2 separate regions of the Mus musculus genome follow, and region 1 is linked to region 2. The links are chromatin contacts, called in public Hi-C maps. All regions are on one chromosome and are shown on one strand. The core of a region is the stretch at or near the end of the contact, and the rest is flanking DNA. Distances in the headings are between cores, read along the strand shown. Region 1 has its middle 14 kb from the start of Gm39352. Region 2 holds the start of Kif23 (kinesin family member 23).

Region 1 (5,144 bases), core at 729-3,228, 610 kb after region 2:
GCCCCGGTTAGCCTAGAACTCACTGCTTAGACCAGGCTGACCACCAATTCACAAGGATCCACTTGCCTCCTCCTCTGCTGGGATTAAAGGTGTGTGCCCCTATACCTGGTGGGAGAGAGTACTTTCTTAGGGTGGAAAATTTTAAGTTACTGTCCAGTTTACCAGTTCACACCCCAGTGTTTTCACAGACGTACCCCCAGAGTTGGACGTGAGGATGTTGCCGGTACCCATCCTTCTTTGACCTGCCATACACCTGAGACTCTTGGTTTCCAGCTGGGTTCTGGTCATTTTCAGGCCTCACTGGCACCTCCAGCTCTCCTGGATATTGGACGACTGGAAGAAGGGTGGGAGGGTGGGCCACCAACGGATCCACGGTGTCCCCTTCCTCAGGCCAGGGTGGAGTCTGCCTAGGTTTTATAAAGAAATTGGAGTTGAGATGTTGAGAACACAGAGCTGCTTTCTAGGTCCCAGACAGGGCTGCTCTTCAGATATTCAGTCTCTGTCAGCTTCTGGAACCTTCTGGTTGGAACTGCAATAGGAGGTAACTGGGGTGGTGCCTCCGCAGAGGCACCCTAACAGCCACAGGCTCTCTGGGCAGCATCCTCTATCTAATTCCCAGTAAGTATTTCCCACCTCCTGGGGTTTTGCTCAGAGACACTGGGTTCCTTTCTACATCTGCCCCAGACTTCTGGCTCCCTACCACCGTATGGCCAATGGCGCCACCTACTGGCAAAACCAAAGCCCCAAATTACCTGTTCTTTCCTTGTCTTCCAAACAGTGGGATGGATGGAGTCAGTCCATAGTTCGCCCCAGTTCATCCCAGAGTCTAGCCTTTCCTGCTGCCCCTTCATCCCATCGCTGCTGTTCTCAACTCTCATGGGGACTATACTGCTTCCACAGTCCTTTCTGCTGAAGCCAGGGACCTCAGCATTGCAGTGTGACTCAGCCACCTCTCCCTGTGACCTTCAGTGGCTCCCTCTTGCTCCCTGGGACACCCGGTGTGATCCGGCCACTACCTTCCTCTCTCACAACTGCCAGCCTCTACCTCCTCTCCCTGTCTATCTCTCACGGCCTTGAGAAAGCACAGTGGACCAGAGCCAATCTCATCCTGGTCTTTGTCTAAGTAGGCTTCTCTGTCCCTTGAGGGACTCACCCCTAATTCTTTAGAGTTCTACCAGACATCACCTCCTCCAAGAAATTCTCCAACCCCTATTAGTTTTCTGTGGCAACTCTTCCCCCCACCCCTGTGGCCACTCTTACAAATGACCACAAATCTGATGCTTTGAAGTGAGACCACTGTATACTTTCTCAGCACTGAAGGTCAGAAGTCCAAAGCAGAGGGCTGTGGAGATGCTGCACTTTGTGGCCCTTCCTCACAGCGCTCCTGCCATGTGTTTCTACCACCCCATCTCCCTCTCTCTAGTTCTCTCTCTTTCTTGGAAGACCCATAGTTACATCCAGGGCCACCAAGATGATCTGGGTAACTCCCCACCACACAGTCCCTAATGTAGTCACAGCTGCACGTTCCCTTTGCCTCAGTGAGTACTGCTCAAAGTTCTGGAGAGGAGATCATGGCATCTTGGGAGTGTGTTACACGGCCCACCCCTTCCCCCTTTCCTCCCTCAGATGTGGAGGCCCACTCTTTTGTGACTCCATGGTTCTCTGGTCAAATGCATTCACAGTTACTTGTCTGACTACCCTGCTAGTTACTGCTTGAAACTGTGTGACCCTACCTGACTTCCCTGTGTCCTGGGACCTGGCTGAGTCCTTGCAGTGTAGGCACCATAGGGTGCATGTTTGTTGAGTGAATGAGAGTATGAACAGGAGTCTGGAGGCAAGCGGACTACCTGGATGTGCACAGCATATGCTTCTGTGCTGAAGGATGGTGCAGAAGGCAGGAGGTGCAGAGGGAAAGGGCTGTAACCTTGCTTGGGGCCCTCCCATATGTGCAGGAGGCCGTGTGAAACAGGGTGGGGGGAGGGGACACCCAGCCAGCTGGTGCCACCAGGACTGGAGCTCATAGGCACACTCTGCATACAGCCTCCCTCTGATGGGGCTGTTACCGAGGCAACAGAAGAAGTTGGTTGCCCAGCAACAATGCCCTGCTTCCCCCAATCCCTCTTATGGCTATTTCTTTCCCCTGGGAGGCTTGTACCCTCTCTAGATTGTGTTCCTGTTTAACAAAAATGGATGCCCTCTGTCCAAACTCCAAGTGCAGGAGACGAAAGGGCAATTTCATGAGACTGTGATGGTAGGGGTCATGGGTTAAGCATCAGAGTGAAAGGGAGTAGGAGTGGCCTAGGTGCAGAGATGGAAGACATTTGGGCCAATCTTTTTCCTGTATACTTTTTCCTTTCCCATTTGAACCAAGAAAAACTGGAAGGGGATCAATCTAGGAAGCAGGAGACCTGGGCCCATGGCCTGGACCAGACTCTGGCTTCTGGAACACATTGGTTAAATGACTTTGTTGAGTTCCCAGTATCCGGTTTGTGAGAAGAGAGCTTGGTCAACCTGATAACCAAGATCTCTCTGGACGCTAGTCAGCCTGGAGAGCACAGACAGCCTTTTTCTATGACTGGTCCTTGCCGCATCCCTACTTGGCCAGTCTTGTGGCATCCTAGTCCATGAAGCAAGGAGAAGGCAAGAATGTCCCCTGGACTCCAGCCTGATTCTTCTGAGAGGACTCCAGTCTATTCTGTCACAGCCAGTGGAAAGTATTGAGCACTTCTTGGTCTTAGTGACGCCCCCTCTGGAAAAGGAGAGTGCTATACTCTCTATAACTGCTTCCTGTCAGCTTTGCCCTCCCCTCCTCCCCAATCTACCCACCACAAACAACCCAATGGAAAACCTGCACAGAGAAACTGGTGGAAAGATTTGTTCTGAGACAGTACCACCTGCTGGCCTTTCTAGGAATGACAGATACTCCTCAGAAGATAGAGTAACTCCACACTCCTGACATAAGATGGGTGTTACAATGTAACTCCTTTTGCACCTGGAATTATTTCAATAAAAAAAAAGCCATATAAGATAAGTGCTATGGTATTCTGGTTTTATAGCTGATGGCGCTGAACTTCAGAGTATTAGGGACTCTGATTTGAGGGGGAAACTGAGGCAGACTCTCTTTTTAGTAAGAGGGCAGTTTTACTAGGGCAGTTTTTAATGACATAGTCGGTCGTAGTTCTGAAGAGAGTTCAGGCCCATGAGGTTGAGTGTGAGAGGTCCTCTCTTACAGGTTTCCAGGATGGGGCGGGTAGAGGTCTTACGTATTTGATGACTAGAGTCCTTCCCGAGTCGGGCTGTCTGATTCCCAGGCAGCGTGGGAAGAGGGAAAGAATCAGACCCTTAGTTACTGTGTGTCCATCATGTGGGATGAGCTACCTAAAGCCCCTGATGGCTCGAGATCTGGTAACCTGCACGAGGGTTGCATGGATTCAGCTGGGAATGTTAAATGGAGGACAAGGTGGAGGCCAAATGGAGACTTGCCTTTCCTCAGAAATGTTAGCATTGGAGAATGACCACACCACAGTCAGTCAGACATTTAAGTCACAATTCCACACAAAGAATTGAATTTACCACCTGTAGTGATTTGAATATGTTTGGCCCAGGGGGTGGCACTATTTGGAGGTGTGGCCTTGGCGTATATGTGTCACTGTGAGTGTGGGCTTTAAGACCCTCATCCTAGCTGCCTGGAAGTCAGTTTTCTGCTAGCAGCCTTCAGATGAAGACTTAGAACTCTCAGCTTTTCCTGTACCATGCCTGCCTGGATACTGCCATGCTCTCACCTTGATGATAATGAACTGAACCTCTGAACCTGTAAGCCAGCCCTAATTAAATGCTGTCCTCATAATAGTTGCTTTGGGCCAGGCGGTGGTGGCGCACGCCTTTAATCTCAGCACTTTGGAGGCAGAGACAGGAGGATTTCTGAGTTTGAGGCCAGCCTGGTCTACAGAGTGAGTTCCAGGACAGCCAGGGCTACACAGAGAAACCCTGTCTTGGGGGGGGGGGGGGGGAAAGAGTTGCTTTGGTCATGGTGTTCACAACAGTAAAACCGTAAGACACCACCCAAGTAATTTGCCTGGGTGGGAGTCAAAGCATGACGAGCAAATGTAAGCTTGGTCCTCCGGTGAAGCGGATATTTAACCAACAGTGCCACCTGCCCTTTCCACACCAGAAAAACAGTGACAAGAAACACCCCAGCTAAGAAGTTAGGGAGGGAAGCAAGAAGGCCCAGAGGCAAGGAGTCATCCTGGCTCACAATCCAGCAAGCCGCTCCAGGTCTTTTAGGTGAGGTGCTATGCTTTTGGTTATTAGACTACTGAGATGACGCTCCCCCAAGCATTTCCCCAAGAAGCTCATGATGGGAGAAGGAAAGGGCTAAAGCCTGCAGCTGGCCAGAGGGCAACTTGTCTCCAGACAAGAGATTCCAGCCGTCAGACTACCTTGCAGAGGGACTGGACCCCAGATAACGACGATGACGACGGGCAGCATGACCTCACTGTGACAAATTAACTCTGCATACCTCTTGCCTTCTATTTAAAACTGAACCTACGTCAGGTGCCAGACCCTGGAGATGATCTTGAGAAGGGGCAGGGCCACTGTTGCTCTCTGATCCTGTTCCCAATGTGGCCACGTTGACCACAGCTCCTTTTCTGCCTTTTTTCATTACTTGTCTCTTGAACTGGACTGTTGGGGACAGACGGCCGAGCCTCAATTGTTACCAGGACCCAGGCTCTGGCTCTAACAACCCCAGGAACACAGTGTCAGTGGAAGGAGACTGGACCTTCTTGACTTCTAAGGACAGTGTGTGTCACCCATCAAGGTACGGACCCCAGTTTGTACTCCGTAACCCATTGAGGTACCTACCTCAGTGTGCTCTCTGTAAGACAGGCAGTAGCCGCCTCCTCACAGACACCAGAGGCACCCCCCTGGGAATGAATGCCAGGGCCTAGCTATCAGCCGCCCAGGGCCTGCATCTCTCACCTGGAAAGTGAGCTGTCATCAAAGGTAGTATTGGCCACAGATCCTGTTCCCTCCCTTCCCTGCCTCCTGCATGGGAACCAGAGAGTCTGGATCTTCCTGTGAACCCTCCCCCATCCTGCCATGGGGGCTGTGATTCATCTCTTCAGAGACCCCCACCTTGCTGT
Region 2 (5,676 bases), core at 1,926-4,425:
AGCTCCTTGGGTAATATCTCTAGCTCCTGCATTGGGGGCCGTGTGACCCATCCAATAGCTGACTGTGATCATCCACTTCTGTATTTGCTAGGCCCCGGCATAGTCTGTGAAGTTTTATATATCCAGTTTTAAGATATCCTCTGAAAGTCAGCTGATGGTGACACACGCCTTTAATCATCCTACCACTCAGAAGACAGAGGCAAGCAGATCTCTGTGAGTTCCAAGCCACCAGCCTAGTCTATATAATGAGTTTCAGGATAGCCAGGGCTACACAGTAAGACCCTGCCTCAAAAATACAAAAGGAAACAAACAAAAAAAAAACCAAAAGGAGAGAGAGGGAGGAGGAGGAGGAGGAGGAAGAGGAGGAAGAAGAGGAAGAAGAGGAAAAGAAGAAGAATCATCATCATCCCCTGAAAGCAACCGGATAATTCCATCATTCCAAAACTCTATCTGCACGTCCTAGAAATGAAAGACACTTTAGATAAGGTGGCTAAAGTATTCCTTCCCACAAATGAGATCACACATGAATTTTTAAATCCAAAACTGAAAACAATTTGGTTCCTTCCACTAGGAACCTACCTCCTTATAGTCCCCATTTCTGTTGAGTCGATAGCCCTCAGGAGTGTGGAGCTGCAGGGTTGTACTATTGATCACTTCCACACAGCATTCTTGGTCAGGAAAGCTCAGGGGGCGAACCCTACAGTACACCTGGAAAAAGAAAGAGGTGTTCAAACAAGGTTGACTTTTTGCCTGATTTTTCTTTTTGGCTTTTCTGTTTGTTTCGTTTGTTGAGACACAAGTTCTCAGTCTGTAGGCCAAGGTGGACTGGAGCTCTCAGCAATCTGCCTGCTAGTCTCCAGGATGCTGGGACTCTAGGCAAGCACCTCTGTGAATGTTCAGCACACACTTGACTTTCCATTTAAGTTCTGTTTATTCGCCTACAAACATAAATTCCTGAGTCACAAAAAACAAATCTACAGCTCAGAATGATCAAATGCAAAGGTGCATTAAATCAAAATAAGTTTAGGTTAAAATATTAAACTGAACCGTAATCTCTTCACTGTTGTGCACAAATAAAATTGCAACAACATAAAAATCTCTCTGAATAGCTGAAAAAGCCATTAAATTCTTTAGAGTTGGGTGTTATTTCCAACAGCCAGCTCAGGTGGGCATGGTAGCTCACTTTGTAATCACAGCATCTGGAGGGTAGAGGACCTCATTTGGGGAAACCCTGTATAGCTGTGTTCACAGCAGGTGGTACAGTTGGGAGCCAGAGACCCTCTGCAGTGGCAGTGGGGGGATGGAGGGGATATTCAGAAACTTCTTTTCAGGAAGAGGTACTAACTAAATCCAGTTATTCTGCACTAGTCTCTATGAACTTTGAGTACGTGTCAGTTACCACACACAGGTGGGAGAGGGCTAAGACTTGAGGAAAAAGTCCCCACCCATCCCCACCCCAAAGAGTAGAACCTGCTGGGAGAGACCATTTAACCTTTCAAATCTAATTAGTGATAGTAGGTTTGCAGTCAACAACTAAAGAGTCCCTTTACAGAAAGCAAACTTCCCAGCTAAACCCAGCTTTATACAATTCAGTGCATCGGTTTAACTGCGTGCTCTTTAACCCGACTTTCATATTGCTTTCCTCCCCTTTCAAGCACACACATACAAGAAGTGGACTAAAGAAAGAAAATACACACACACACACACACACACACACACACCTTACCCCCACTGGATCTTTAAGGTTTGTCTGAGATCCTTTTTTTATTACAGGTTTTCTGACCGTCTTAGCCTTCCTGGTTAAAAAGAGAAAAAAAAGCCATAAATTCAACACTAACATAGAAGACATCACAAATTCTAACAATGAACTTCCTAAGGCTTAAAAAAATCATTTCCCAGCAATCTCAAATACCGCACAGCAAATAACATGTATATAAACAATAAACTGTACTCGAGAAATGTGGTATATGTAATTTAACTCATTAAAATTTCAATTGGGAAAATACACTTTTGATACCATTAGTACTCAGTGGAACTTTTGTTTGTATTTTTTTTAAGTGTTGGAGTGCAAATTCAGAGATTTGCTCATGCTATGTAGGAAGATTAGATTATTCACAATGCTGAAATGTCTTGCTATTTTAAGTAAACAATATAAAAAATTATTTTATTTCAACATTCTCTATCATTTAACTTTTTTTTCCTTTCTCGTTTATAGGCTACAAGAATATTTAACACAAATTAAACCAAAAGACTCGTTTAGACTGTAGATTATTAAAGTACTTTTCTCAATAGAGTCACACGTAAACTAGAAGCAAACCAGAGTCCAGCGATATACTAGGGTAGGTATCCTTAAGTAAATATAAAGACTGACGTTTCCTCATTTTAAAAAGTTCCGTTTTTTTTTTTTTTCGTGTGTGTGCGTGTGAAAGTAACGATTTCTAAAGCCAGCCCTCCTTCGCAGTAAAAGTGTAACCAGGATGTGGCTCTCCTGAAGAGTCTAGGAATACTGAGGAATGTGGGCGTGGGAGATAGAGTAGGCGTGTGGGATGGCCTGGGGACAAAGATAGCGCAAGGTGGCGGAGCTGCAGAAGGACCCTGACCTCAAGGCTAGAACTAGGGAAGGGATGCCGACGGAGCTGTGGAGGCTCAACTCCCCCAAAGTGCCAGCGCGCACCCCGGCTGCGCGCCGCCCGGGGTCCCCAGACCTGCCACCTGCGCAGCGGGCGGGGAGGAAGGAAGCTGGGGAGGGATGGGCAGCCCAAAGGATGGCAACCCGAGGAGGTGGTGGCAGACAGCCCCGGATTCGGAGGCAGCCTTCGCGGGCTCAGAGGACTGGGAGGGCGCCGGCACACCAGGGTCGCCAGCCACCAGAACTCTGCAGTGCGGAGCTTCGGCCTACACTGTACTACGGACTCAGCTCCCGGGCAGTCCCCAGTCTCAGCGTGAGGAGGGCGGCGACCCCCACGCAGTCCTCCCACCAGTACTCACGCTGACTTCATGACCGCAGGCTCCGTGCTATCCTGACGCGCGCGCGGGACGTCGGGCTCCGACAGGAGCAAGGCTGGCGGGAACTAAGCCGAGCAAACCACGGCCGCGGGGACCAGGACTCAATCTGAGGAGAGCCCGGCGGCGACGCTGCAAGCCCAAGTGTGCGCCCGCCCGGCGCATTTCAAACAGGCCAATCAGCGGCCGCCTGCGGCGAAGGGGCGGGGCCTCGGGGAGCGCTGGCACGGCCAGCAGGGGCGCTCGTCTCCTTGGCAACCCAAGGGCGCCAGCCGGAGGCTGAGGAGGGCAGCGCTGGAGAAAAACCTGAGAGGGGAAATCCCGGCCCTTCCGCCCTTCCGTTCTGACGCAGAAGCTGAGATCTCCCAGTCTTTGTCCTGAGAACCTCTAAGGAAGTAAAGCCTTGGTCGGGCATGTTCTAATTTCAGGCTGGCCGCTGGCTACCACATCATCTTATTCATTTTATTGTATTTATATTTTATTTTTACCTTTACTTTTAGTTCTACGTTTACATTTTATCTTACTTTTGATATTTATTTTGAGACGAGAGTATCTTGTATCCCAGGCTGGCCTCACACTTACAGTGAGGACCCCAGAATGATCTTGAAGACTATACCAACTTGGCAGACAACCTGTTGTAAGTTCCTTTCTCTGGATTCTCCAGTTCTCTCTCTCTCTCTCTCTCTCTCTCTCTCTCTCTCTCTGTGTGTGTGTGTGTGTGTGTGTGTGTGTGTGTGTGTGTGTGTGTTTCATGGTGCTAGTGATCAAACCTAGAGCCTCACAATGTTAGGCAAAGGTGATACCACTAAGCCACACATCCTTAACCTTCAAATTCTTGATTTTGATGTTTCCTGGATATACAGAGATGCATAAAATCTACCCACTGCCCTTGTGCAACCACCGTTTACCCTTTGCCTTCTACAAGTTGATTCTTTCTCATTTAATCCCAGCCCCCATGCTGACGATTCCCCAGGGATGTAGCCACACCTGCGTTCTGTGACTCAAGCTCCACTTAGAACTTCCTTTAGGGCCAGCACTGATAAGGATAGCCAGTTTAATATCCATAGTTAATGTCCATATTACTGGACATTAGTCTTTCCAATATTTACTGTTGCAAACTGCTTCGATGAATAAACCTGAAAATGCATCCATGGATAAATTTCCAGAAGCAGATAGAAAGCTACCAGGCTTTGCCACCATCACTTTCCAAAACCGATCCATTTGACTGCACTCTCACCTATAAGTCACAGGTCTGGGAGAGCCCTAGGGTGGGTCATCGCCCTTTGCTTGAGACCCTCAGTGGGGCCCTGAGGCTAGTCTTCCTGTTCAGTTGCGTCACCTCTCACCTGTCCCAAGCCCAACGCTCATGCGTGGAACGTTTCTGCCCCCACACTCGAGTCTCTCTGCTGTCTCTCAGCCTTCCTTTCCTCGGAGAATGCCTCACCTTCTCTGGATCCCAGAGCCCCTGCCGCCCCTCACTGCACCGTTGATTTCAGCATCACCCCACGCGGTGCCCGGCCCCTGTTTACGGAGTCCTCTCCCAGCGTATCCTCTTCAGCCTCGCTAGATGGCACTGTTGCACGCTCGGTGCTTACCACTATGGGCATGGCCCTAAGCGTTGAAAGCGGTGGAGGCTCTCACTGAAGGACACTGGAGGGGCTCTCCCATGCTCCATCTGTAGCTTTGACTCATGCTGGGTTTTCTCTCTCTTGCTCCTGTCCATCCATAGTAAGGCTCTCTAACTCATTCGTTTTCTTTTCTTTTCTTTTTTCTTTCTTTCTTTCTTTTTTTTTTTTTTTTTTTTGGTTTTTGGTTTTTCGAGGCAGGGTTACTCTGTGTAGCCCTGGCTGTCCTGGAACTCACTCTGTAGACCAGGCTGGCCTCAGAAATTCACCTGTCTCTGCCTCCCAAGTGCTGGGATTAAAGGTGTGCACCACGCCCACCCTCCTACATGCCCTTTCTAACCACCCCCCCCCCCCCCCCCCCCGCTTAAAAAAAAGACAAAGGAAAAAAAGAGAGAGGGGGGGAGAAACTCACACACACACAGAAATCCACAAAAACACAAACTGGAGACCATCATATACACATAAAAGCTCAATAAAACAAACAAAAAATAACACACAAAAGTCCAATATGCCTTAACAAAGCAAAATGAAGCAAAAAGTCTACAAAAATATCATTGTTTTGTGTTGGCGGCCAGGCTACTGCCGGGCATGGGGGCCCTGCCCATAAGTGTGATTTGTGTACACAGTGGAGACTCCATTGGAGAAACTAACATTTCCTTTGCAAGCAGGTAACCAGGACAGACAGCCTCTTGGCTAGAGGTGAGAGCACTGGTACCCAACAGGCTTGTGCCCCTGCAAAGGTCCCTGTGAGTCCCTATGTGTGCCAGCCCTGTTGTGGCTAGAAAATTGAAGTCATCACACCCTCTGGCTCTTTCAAGCTACACACCCCGCTCAGCCCTGAGGCTGAGTTGAAGACATCACATTTAAGACTAAATGTTCTAAAATCTCTCACTCTCCCCATGTTATCCAGGGGTGGGTATCCGTGTTAGTTCCCATCAACCGTAAGAGGAAGCCTCTCTGTGGGCTGAGTGAGATGCTGGGCAGTCACTTTATTGCTATGTTCCCTTAGCAGAATAATAGAGAAGAGTATTTGGTTTTCTCTTAGGCC

What was found. Hi-C and Micro-C count contacts between places; a contact is called where the count stands out from the background.
Region 1: a Hi-C map of cortical neurons shows a contact between it and region 2, with 5 times the contacts expected there. The contact joins the enhancer-like site here to the promoter of Kif23 in region 2. A contact is called at or near these places in 2 of 39 promoter capture datasets (hippocampal neurons and liver), 1 of 15 datasets of contacts at CTCF or cohesin (embryonic stem cells), 8 of 484 Hi-C or Micro-C datasets (the N1E-115 cell line, cerebral cortex, cortical neurons and 2 more), 7 of 115 datasets of contacts at active chromatin or transcription factors (astrocytes, embryonic forebrain, embryonic stem cells and 3 more) and 1 of 9 other capture datasets (liver).

Annotation. Positions count from the first base shown.
Region 1 is chr9:62,552,788-62,557,931 of GRCm38.p6, forward strand. No RefSeq gene overlaps it. Among named protein-coding and RNA genes, the nearest start is that of Gm39352, 14 kb to the left of the region's middle. Within about 2 kb of position 1,979, at least 30 of the 459 cell types and tissues checked have an H3K27ac peak or open chromatin away from gene starts, as enhancers often do. A contact at or near this core is called in the N1E-115 cell line, cerebral cortex, cortical neurons and 2 more, where this site is marked.
Region 2 is chr9:61,943,624-61,949,299 of GRCm38.p6, forward strand. It overlaps Kif23 (kinesin family member 23), which reads right to left and starts at 3,176. Exons shown (of 23, transcript NM_024245.4): 1 at 2,989-3,176; 2 at 1,727-1,796; 3 at 580-708. The coding sequence starts at 2,999.